2 separate regions of the Arabidopsis thaliana genome follow, and region 1 is linked to region 2. Evidence: chromatin contacts called from public capture Hi-C data. All regions are on one chromosome and are shown on one strand. The core of a region is the stretch at or near the end of the contact, and the rest is flanking DNA. Distances in the headings are between cores, read along the strand shown.

What was found. Capture Hi-C pulls out chosen DNA fragments and counts their contacts.
Region 1: a contact with region 2 is called in a capture Hi-C map of seedling, with 2.5 times the contacts expected there. The contact joins the promoter of SAY1 here to the promoter of AT4G10680 in region 2.

The regions. Positions count from the first base shown.
Region 1 is chr4:7,069,817-7,073,605 of TAIR10.1, forward strand. It overlaps SAY1 (Ubiquitin-like superfamily protein), which reads left to right and starts at 1,856. Exons shown (of 11, transcript NM_117243.4): 1 at 1,856-2,222; 2 at 2,607-2,668; 3 at 2,761-3,259; 4 at 3,346-3,432; 5 at 3,506-3,621; 6 at 3,767-3,789. The coding sequence starts at 2,139. AT4G11730 (Cation transporter/ E1-E2 ATPase family protein) reads left to right here. Exons shown (of 11, transcript NM_117242.1): 7 at 40-72; 8 at 157-238; 9 at 322-485; 10 at 574-747; 11 at 838-1,152. The coding sequence ends at 1,152.
Region 2 is chr4:6,586,189-6,589,992 of TAIR10.1, forward strand. It overlaps AT4G10680 (transcription factor IIB (TFIIB) family protein), which reads left to right and starts at 1,333. Exons shown (of 1, transcript NM_117136.1): 1 at 1,333-1,881. The coding sequence starts at 1,333. The coding sequence ends at 1,881. It overlaps GTC2, which reads left to right. Exons shown (of 1, transcript NM_117135.2): 1 at 1-74. It also overlaps the pseudogene AT4G10690.

The DNA of each region.
Region 1 (3,789 bases), core at 606-3,105, 480 kb after region 2:
TTTGTTTTTCATTTTTTCTGATGTTTTCTCATGTATCAGATTTATGCAGTTTCAATAACCATCCGTGTTGTGGTAAGTTAATCAATCTTGAATGTTTTCTTTAATATCATCAAATAATCTCTGTTTATATAATCTCTCTTTGTACCTTTTTTACAGTTTGGGTTCATGTTCATCGCTTTAATATGGAAGTTCGACTTTTCACCATTCATGGTTTTGGCCATTGCTTTGTTAAACGAAGGTGAGTTTTTCTTCTTTATAAACTTTGTTTACTTGCTATAAAAGCCAAACAATAAAAAAACATTATTAACAATTACTCAACAGAAACCACCAAGGCTATCACAATGGATAATGTCACCAATCCTTCTCCTACACCAGATAGCTTGAAACTCAAAGAGATCTTCGCAACCGGCGTTGTTTATGGCAGTTACATGGCTTTAATAACTGTTGTGTTCTTTTGGGCTGCATACAGAACCGATATCTTCCCGGTATGTATAAACAAATCTCTCTTCAAATCTCCCATAACAACACAAGCATACTATAAAGTTATAACCTCTTGTTTTGTTTTTTATATAGAGAACGTTCCACGTGAGAGACTTGAGAGGCAATGAAGCAGAGATGATGTGTGCTTTATACTTACAAGTGAGTATTATGAGCCAAGCTCTTTTCTTCGTTATTCAATCAAGAAGCTGGTTTTTTGTCGAACGACCTGGAGAGTTATTGTTTCTCTCTTTCGTGACAGTACAAACTGTAAGTATATAGAAAAACATGATTCTGTTTCTTCTTTTTTATTTTTCATTATAAAGAAGTCTTCATTGACTCATAAACTTGACCTTGTAGATTGCAACAACACTCGCGGTATACGCAAGTTGGGAAACTGCGAGAATCGAGGGAATAGGATGGAGTTGGGCTGGAGTTATTTGGCTCTACAACATCATCTTCTTTTTTCCATTAGACATAATGAAATTCGGAATCCGTTACATACTAACCGGAAAAGCTCAGAGTCTCTTTGACAACATGGTACACTTAGTTTTGAACAGTTATGCAAAACTCAGCAATGGAATATACAACCATACTCAAGCTGACCATACTTACTCACTCTTGGAAGTGTCAACTCCTCCATCCCAGGACTTGAGAGGCGTTGGGTGGGTTTAATATCATACCGTGGTCTAGTTTGTTTTGTTTTAGTTCTTTTTATTTGTTTTTGGTGTAATTTTTTTTACTTTTTTTTTTAATTGAAATTTTAGTTAAATAGAAATTAGCATAATTTTTCTACTACTCCGTCTTCAATTTTAATTTTCTTCAACTCTTTTTTTTTTCTTTTTAAGTGTTTCCTTAAGTTATATCACTAAATTGAAAACAATATATATAGTATACTTAAAACAGCATCTCCAGTGATAACACAAGGAAGAACCAAATTTGGTGTTTTGGTATCTCAAATCTCACACTAAAACTGAATTTATTATTATTTTATTATTAAATCTAAAATTATTTTATATTTTGATAAACATTATTTATTTATTTTTTTAACCCTCAAAAATCATTTATTGATTATGAATATTTTATCTATTTTGTAACCCACAAAAACAATAATTATTTTATAACTAATATAATATTATAATCGGTAATTAAAAATAATAATAAACAAATTATTTTAGACATGAAAAATTGAACCCTGCAAACTACATGATTAAATAGGTAGACCAGTATTTTCCTATTTTGATTTATGAATCAATTAAAACTTACAATTACATACTAGTGTATAACAATAAACCTCAAAAACTTGTGATGAATGATGTAGGAAATAATAGTACTCTTTTGAATATCAACTTAAATGTATTTTAGCAATTTGACTAACAAACAATTGTTCTTCACTTTTAATAATCATCCAATAGAACCATAGAGAAACTTCAAGACTTTCCACAAAAATTCATCATCATCACATAACCAAGAAAACAAACGAGGAAAAAAGCCCAAAAAATAAGAGAAAAGACCTTAAAACGACGAGTTTCACCGATCCAATCTTCCATTGCAATTTTCACATAACAAATCTTTTTCTTTCCCCTTGCTCACTCCAAGTCTCCAAGCCCCCAAATTTTTTCACAATCAATCATTTCTTTGTTGCGAACCAAACTTGTGATATGGCGACACCGAATCAGGAAGCAATCGACACTTTCATCAGCATCACCGGCGCTTCTGACGCCGTCGCCCTTCAGAAACTCGAGGTGATTCGAATTTCTTGATTCATGTCCTTGTTCGCGATTCCTTATGATTCAGATGTTTGATTTCGAAGTTTGTTTAGAATCGGTAAAGTGAAACTGAAAGTTCGATGAGACGACGATCGTTTGATTATTCTGATGCTTTTTCCCTTACTCGTTTTGATATTTGATGTTTTGGGGTTGAAATTGAAGTTGATTTTCAGAATTTTAGGTTATAGGATGGTCTGATTGAGTTTCTAGAAGGATTTTTGTTCTTACATTGCTTTTTTCGCTCAAACGATATCTCCTGAATTCTCGCGTTTATTACTTGTTCATTGATGATTGTATGATTGTCTCCAATGTTGACAGAGTTTTTAATTCGAATTTGAGAGCTGATTTTGATTACTGCAGGAGCATCGTGGTGATCTTAATCAAGCAGTGAATGCATATTTCAGCGAAGGAGATCGAAATGTGTATGACATCTCTATCTCACTGATGATTATTTTATTATCCTTCTCTCTTGCAAATTTATCAATTTTTTTACGTTGTTATGCTCTTTGTGTAGAGTACGTGAAGCGCCGGTTAATGATGATGATGAAATGGATATAGATGATGTGATTCCGGCTCCACAATCTCCTCTCTCTATGTTCAATGCAGCTAGAACAATTGGCCGTCCTCCCTTTTCGCTTTTGGATTCGGACTTTGCTAGACGTGTATTTGATAGCGATCCTCTTATGCCACGCCCTCCGTTTGTTAGTCATCCTAGAGAGGTTAGGCAGATACCTATAGAGGTTAAGGATAGCAGTGGGCCATCTGGACGATCTAGTGATGCTCCTACTATTGAAGATGTGACAGAAACAGCTCATGTTCAGGGTCCAGTAACTACCCAAGGAACTGTTATTATTGATGAAGAGAGTGATGATGATATTCCTTTTGCACCAATGGGACGAAGTAGGCAAGACAGACCTGCTGGTTCTGTAGCCAATAATAATAATCAAGATTACAATGATATAGAAGAAGAAATGATCAGAGCTGCCATTGAGGCCTCAAAGAAAGAGGCTGAGGTAAGCTTCTGTAAGAAAATTGGCTGTATTGGGGTTTTGTCTTAGTGAAGTAGCAAATTTATGAGGTTTTTTATATTTTCTTATAGGGATCAAGTAACCCTTTACTTGAAGAGAGGCCACTTCACATGGAAGATGATGATGACATAGCAATAGCTGTTACAATGTCATTGAAGGTCTGTGGTTGTCTCCTCTCTTTTATTTTTGCTGCCATCTATCTTTGATCACTTTTAACACAAGTTAGTGCAGTCAGCGGAGGAAGAAGTTTTGCGCAGTCAAGGGTATAAGGCCTCAACCTCGGAAATAGGAGCTTCTGCAGTGACTGCTGCTCAAGGACCTCAGGATACCCAGGCCCTGAACGGAAGGTTTGTTGGTTCTTCTCTGTAACGCTTTGCTACTGTGTTATCTATGAGCTTAATATCTGCAGTTGCAAAAACATCTGTCAAGCAGTTTGTCTATTGGTGTTTGTCAAAAATCGATGTCTAACTAATCGTCTTTTATATTGTCTAGATTGGCAGCACCTAGTTCACCAT
Region 2 (3,804 bases), core at 83-2,582:
CTGGAAGTAGCGGTGCAGGCGGTAGTAGCAGCATGAAGAACATGCCACCATCTAAACGCAGCAGGCACCGGTGAAAACAAAATAATCAAGAGTTTGAGTTCTGCTTGCTTATCATTTTAGCCTTTTGTTCTGCTTATCTTTTGTATCATATAAAAAAACTGCTTTAGATTATTATCTATCTATTCTATGCCCTTGGGAAAATAATGAAGTCTTAGGTTTCTTGTCGTTCTTAATAAAATTTGTTTCGACTTAAATTGGCAGAAAATACCATTGTGGCATCCTCTAACGGTTGGTCTTGTAAATAATTAAAGGGTATGCCATAAACCAAAAGGTAAAAATGAATACTTAAGTTATTAAAGAAATCTTGGATTCACCATTATTATTATGAGATACGAAGATGTTCCCACTATTAGTGGTGGTGAGTTTCCTGTGGGACAAGCAATAGAAAGGTTTCCAATCGACGATGTCTAAGAGACAAAACACATCAAAGCTCACAAGCTCATTCACCCATCTCCCTGCTGATGCTGATCTTGTCTTCATCACCCATGCATCAACTTCAACTTAATTAGCTTATATACACAACTCTCTCTGGTATATATAAGAAGAGTAATATATTTTGGCAGTTGTTTCTCTTGCATGTGGTTCTTTGGAGAGTTCCTTTAGAGTCATTGAACGTATGAGTACAAAGGATGTTGTGACATGGACATGGATGATTTATGCATATGGAATGTATAGCGAAGGTGAGAAAGCTGTTGAAAACTTTTGTTGATATCGAAAAATCAGGTCTTGTTCCCGATGGTGTTGTCTTCATTTTCATCATCAATGCTTGCAGCCACTCTGGCTTGCCTTGCTTCATTGAACACATCAAGAAAGAATCCTGGATGTAGCTGGAGGATTGAAATCGGTAAAAAACAATCTCCTTCTAGTCTCTCGTCATTCTCATACTCTGTTTTATGTGTATGCATGCCCAAATCCTTTGTATTGGCTTAAGATGAAAATGGAGTCTTGATGTGTATTTCATCGGAGATGCTTAAGGAAATCAGGGAGATAAGCTTTAGTATATAGTTTTCACTGTATAAATATCTGTTTAACATGTTTTCTTCCCGTTACATATAAAACATTCCTTAAAAAAAAAAAAAAAATTGGGAATCGCATAACAAACTGGAAAAAAAGAAATAATAAAAAGGAAACAAAATAATAAAAAGTAAATCCTTTTAGAAAAACAAATTCCTTTATTTCAACATCTATAAATACTACTAGCAAAACAATTAAACCAACAAAAAAAGAAAAGCAAAACAATTAGTCCATACGAAGAAGAAAGAAACCCTAAGAATGAAAGAAGACGGAATTTGCTTGGAGTGCAAGAGGCCAACAGAAACCGTGGTTAACTACAAGAACGGAGATACAATCTGCATTGAGTGTGGCCATGTCATAGAGAATAACATCATCGATGACCTAGACGGTGCTTCGACCAACCCTAATCTCAAATCCGGCCATCTCCCCACTATCATCTTCAAACTTAGCGGAAAATCTTCCTCCCTTGCCTCAAAATTGCGCCGAACACAGAATGAAATGATCAAAAACAAGCAGGAAGAAGATGTAATCAAGATAGCCTATGCGGAAATCGAGAGGATGACCGAAGCGCTAGGGTTAACTTTCGGTATCAGTAATACGGCGTGCAAGATTCTTTCGAAACTGGATAAAAAGAACTTACGCGGAGGGAAGAGTTTGAGAGGGCTTTGCGCGGCCTCTGTATCAAGGGCATGTCGCCAAGTGAATATACCAAAAACATTGAAAGAGATCTCGGCAGTAGCCAACGTGGATATGAAGGAGATAAACAAAGCGGTGAAGCTTCTTGGAGATTCTTTCGGTACTATTTGAATGATATGGAAATTCAATCACATGTAAAAGACTACGGAAATTAATCAATAAAACTATATATATATTTTTTTTGCATAACCTCGAATCAGTCACATACAAAGACTTTTAAAGTTGAAACATAAATCTGAAATGTAAGTTTTCATAACAGTACTGAATCATTTTTTTTTTTGGACATGAATGTAAACAGTACTAAATCTTAAAGTCAACATAAGTTTCACATATTCAATGATCAAATAAAAAGGAAAACGGAAAGATAGCTCATCTTACCTTTACCATCATCCATATTTGCTTATCATTTCATCGAATCTAAGATGTCTTAAGACGGTGGTTCAATCCAAAGACTCATAAGAGGGCAAAGGTCTTTCTGCTTTTCAAATCTTGATGGTTTTGGAAGCGGCTTACGCGGATAGTACCTGCCTTTATCAAACGAGTAGGATACACATGATCTCTTGCAACGTAAACCATAAAACTTTGGGAAGTACACACTGTTCCACATGCCACAAACATTCAATCTCGTCTCTGAGGAGTACTTACTTGCAAAGATTGTCAGGCCGTCAAGAGTAGCACCACTCATCTCCTCCCAATCCGAGGAGACAAGTTTATACAGCAACGGTATCTCGCTGCTACATGTAAACATGAGAAAGAGCTCTCCTTTCTATCAAACAACAAGAGACTCCTTCTCCTACAGAGACTTCAATCCATCGCAACAACATTGTTTCTGTTTCAGTTTCAGTTAAAGGAGATTCAGGCCCAAAAGAAAAAGAGAAGCCCACGAAGCCCATCCTTTACTCATCGAAACTCTGCAACAATCAAAGCAGAGGAACATCACGCGAGACACCGCCGTCGACAAACATAAACGTGCACAATCATTTTGATGTTCTTGGAAGCAGCAGCATTTCATGCAACTAGGACACCTGTCATTAGCTATTATGTAATCCTCCTCTTTATATAGTTCTCTGCTTGTAATCGAATTCACTAAGGAAGAAATACACAATTATTTTCTCTCTGAAGCTTTTGCTTCTACTTTCATGGTATCAGAGCTTAGGACTTTGTTCCTAAGCCATGGAAGAATCTATTTTTGTTTCCTCTCTTAACATCTCTCAAGTTGTTACTCTCAAACTCACTCCCACAAACTACCTTTTGTGGAAAACCCAATTTGAGTCTTACCTTTCATCTCATCTTCTTCTAGGATTTGTTACCGGCGCCACTCCTCGGCCTGCCTCCACCATCATTGTCACAAAGGATGATATTCAGTCTGAAGAAGCAAATCAAGAATTTCTGAAATGGACTCGAATCGATCAGTTGGTCAAAGCTTGGATTTTTGGATCTCTCTCTGAAGAAGCTCTCAAAGTTGTTATTGGCTTAAACTCTGCTCAAGAGGTATGGCTTGGTTTAGCAAGACGTTTTAATCGTTTTTCCACCACTAGGAAATATGATCTGCAGAAACGACTAGGCACTTGTTCAAAAGCTGGAAAAACGATGGATGCTTATCTAAGTGAGGTTAAAAACATATGTGACCAGCTTGATTCAATTGGCTTTCCGGTTACAGAACAAGAGAAGATTTTTGGTGTTCTGAATGGGCTAGGAAAGGAGTATGAGTCCATAGCAACTGTAATAGAACACTCTCTTGATGTGTATCCAGGTCCGTGTTTTGACGATGTCGTGTACAAGCTCACTACGTTTGATGATAAACTCTCCACTTATACTGCAAATTCCGAAGTCACTCCACATCTGGCCTTTTACACGGACAAAAGCTATTCTTCACGGGGTAATAACAATAGCCGTGGTGGAAGATATGGTAATTTTCGCGGTCGTGGTTCCTATTCTTCGCGTGGTCGTGGTTTTCATCAACAGTTTGGTTCTGGTTCAAACAATGGCTCTGGAAATGGTTCAAAACCCACATGTCAAATTTGCAGGAAATAT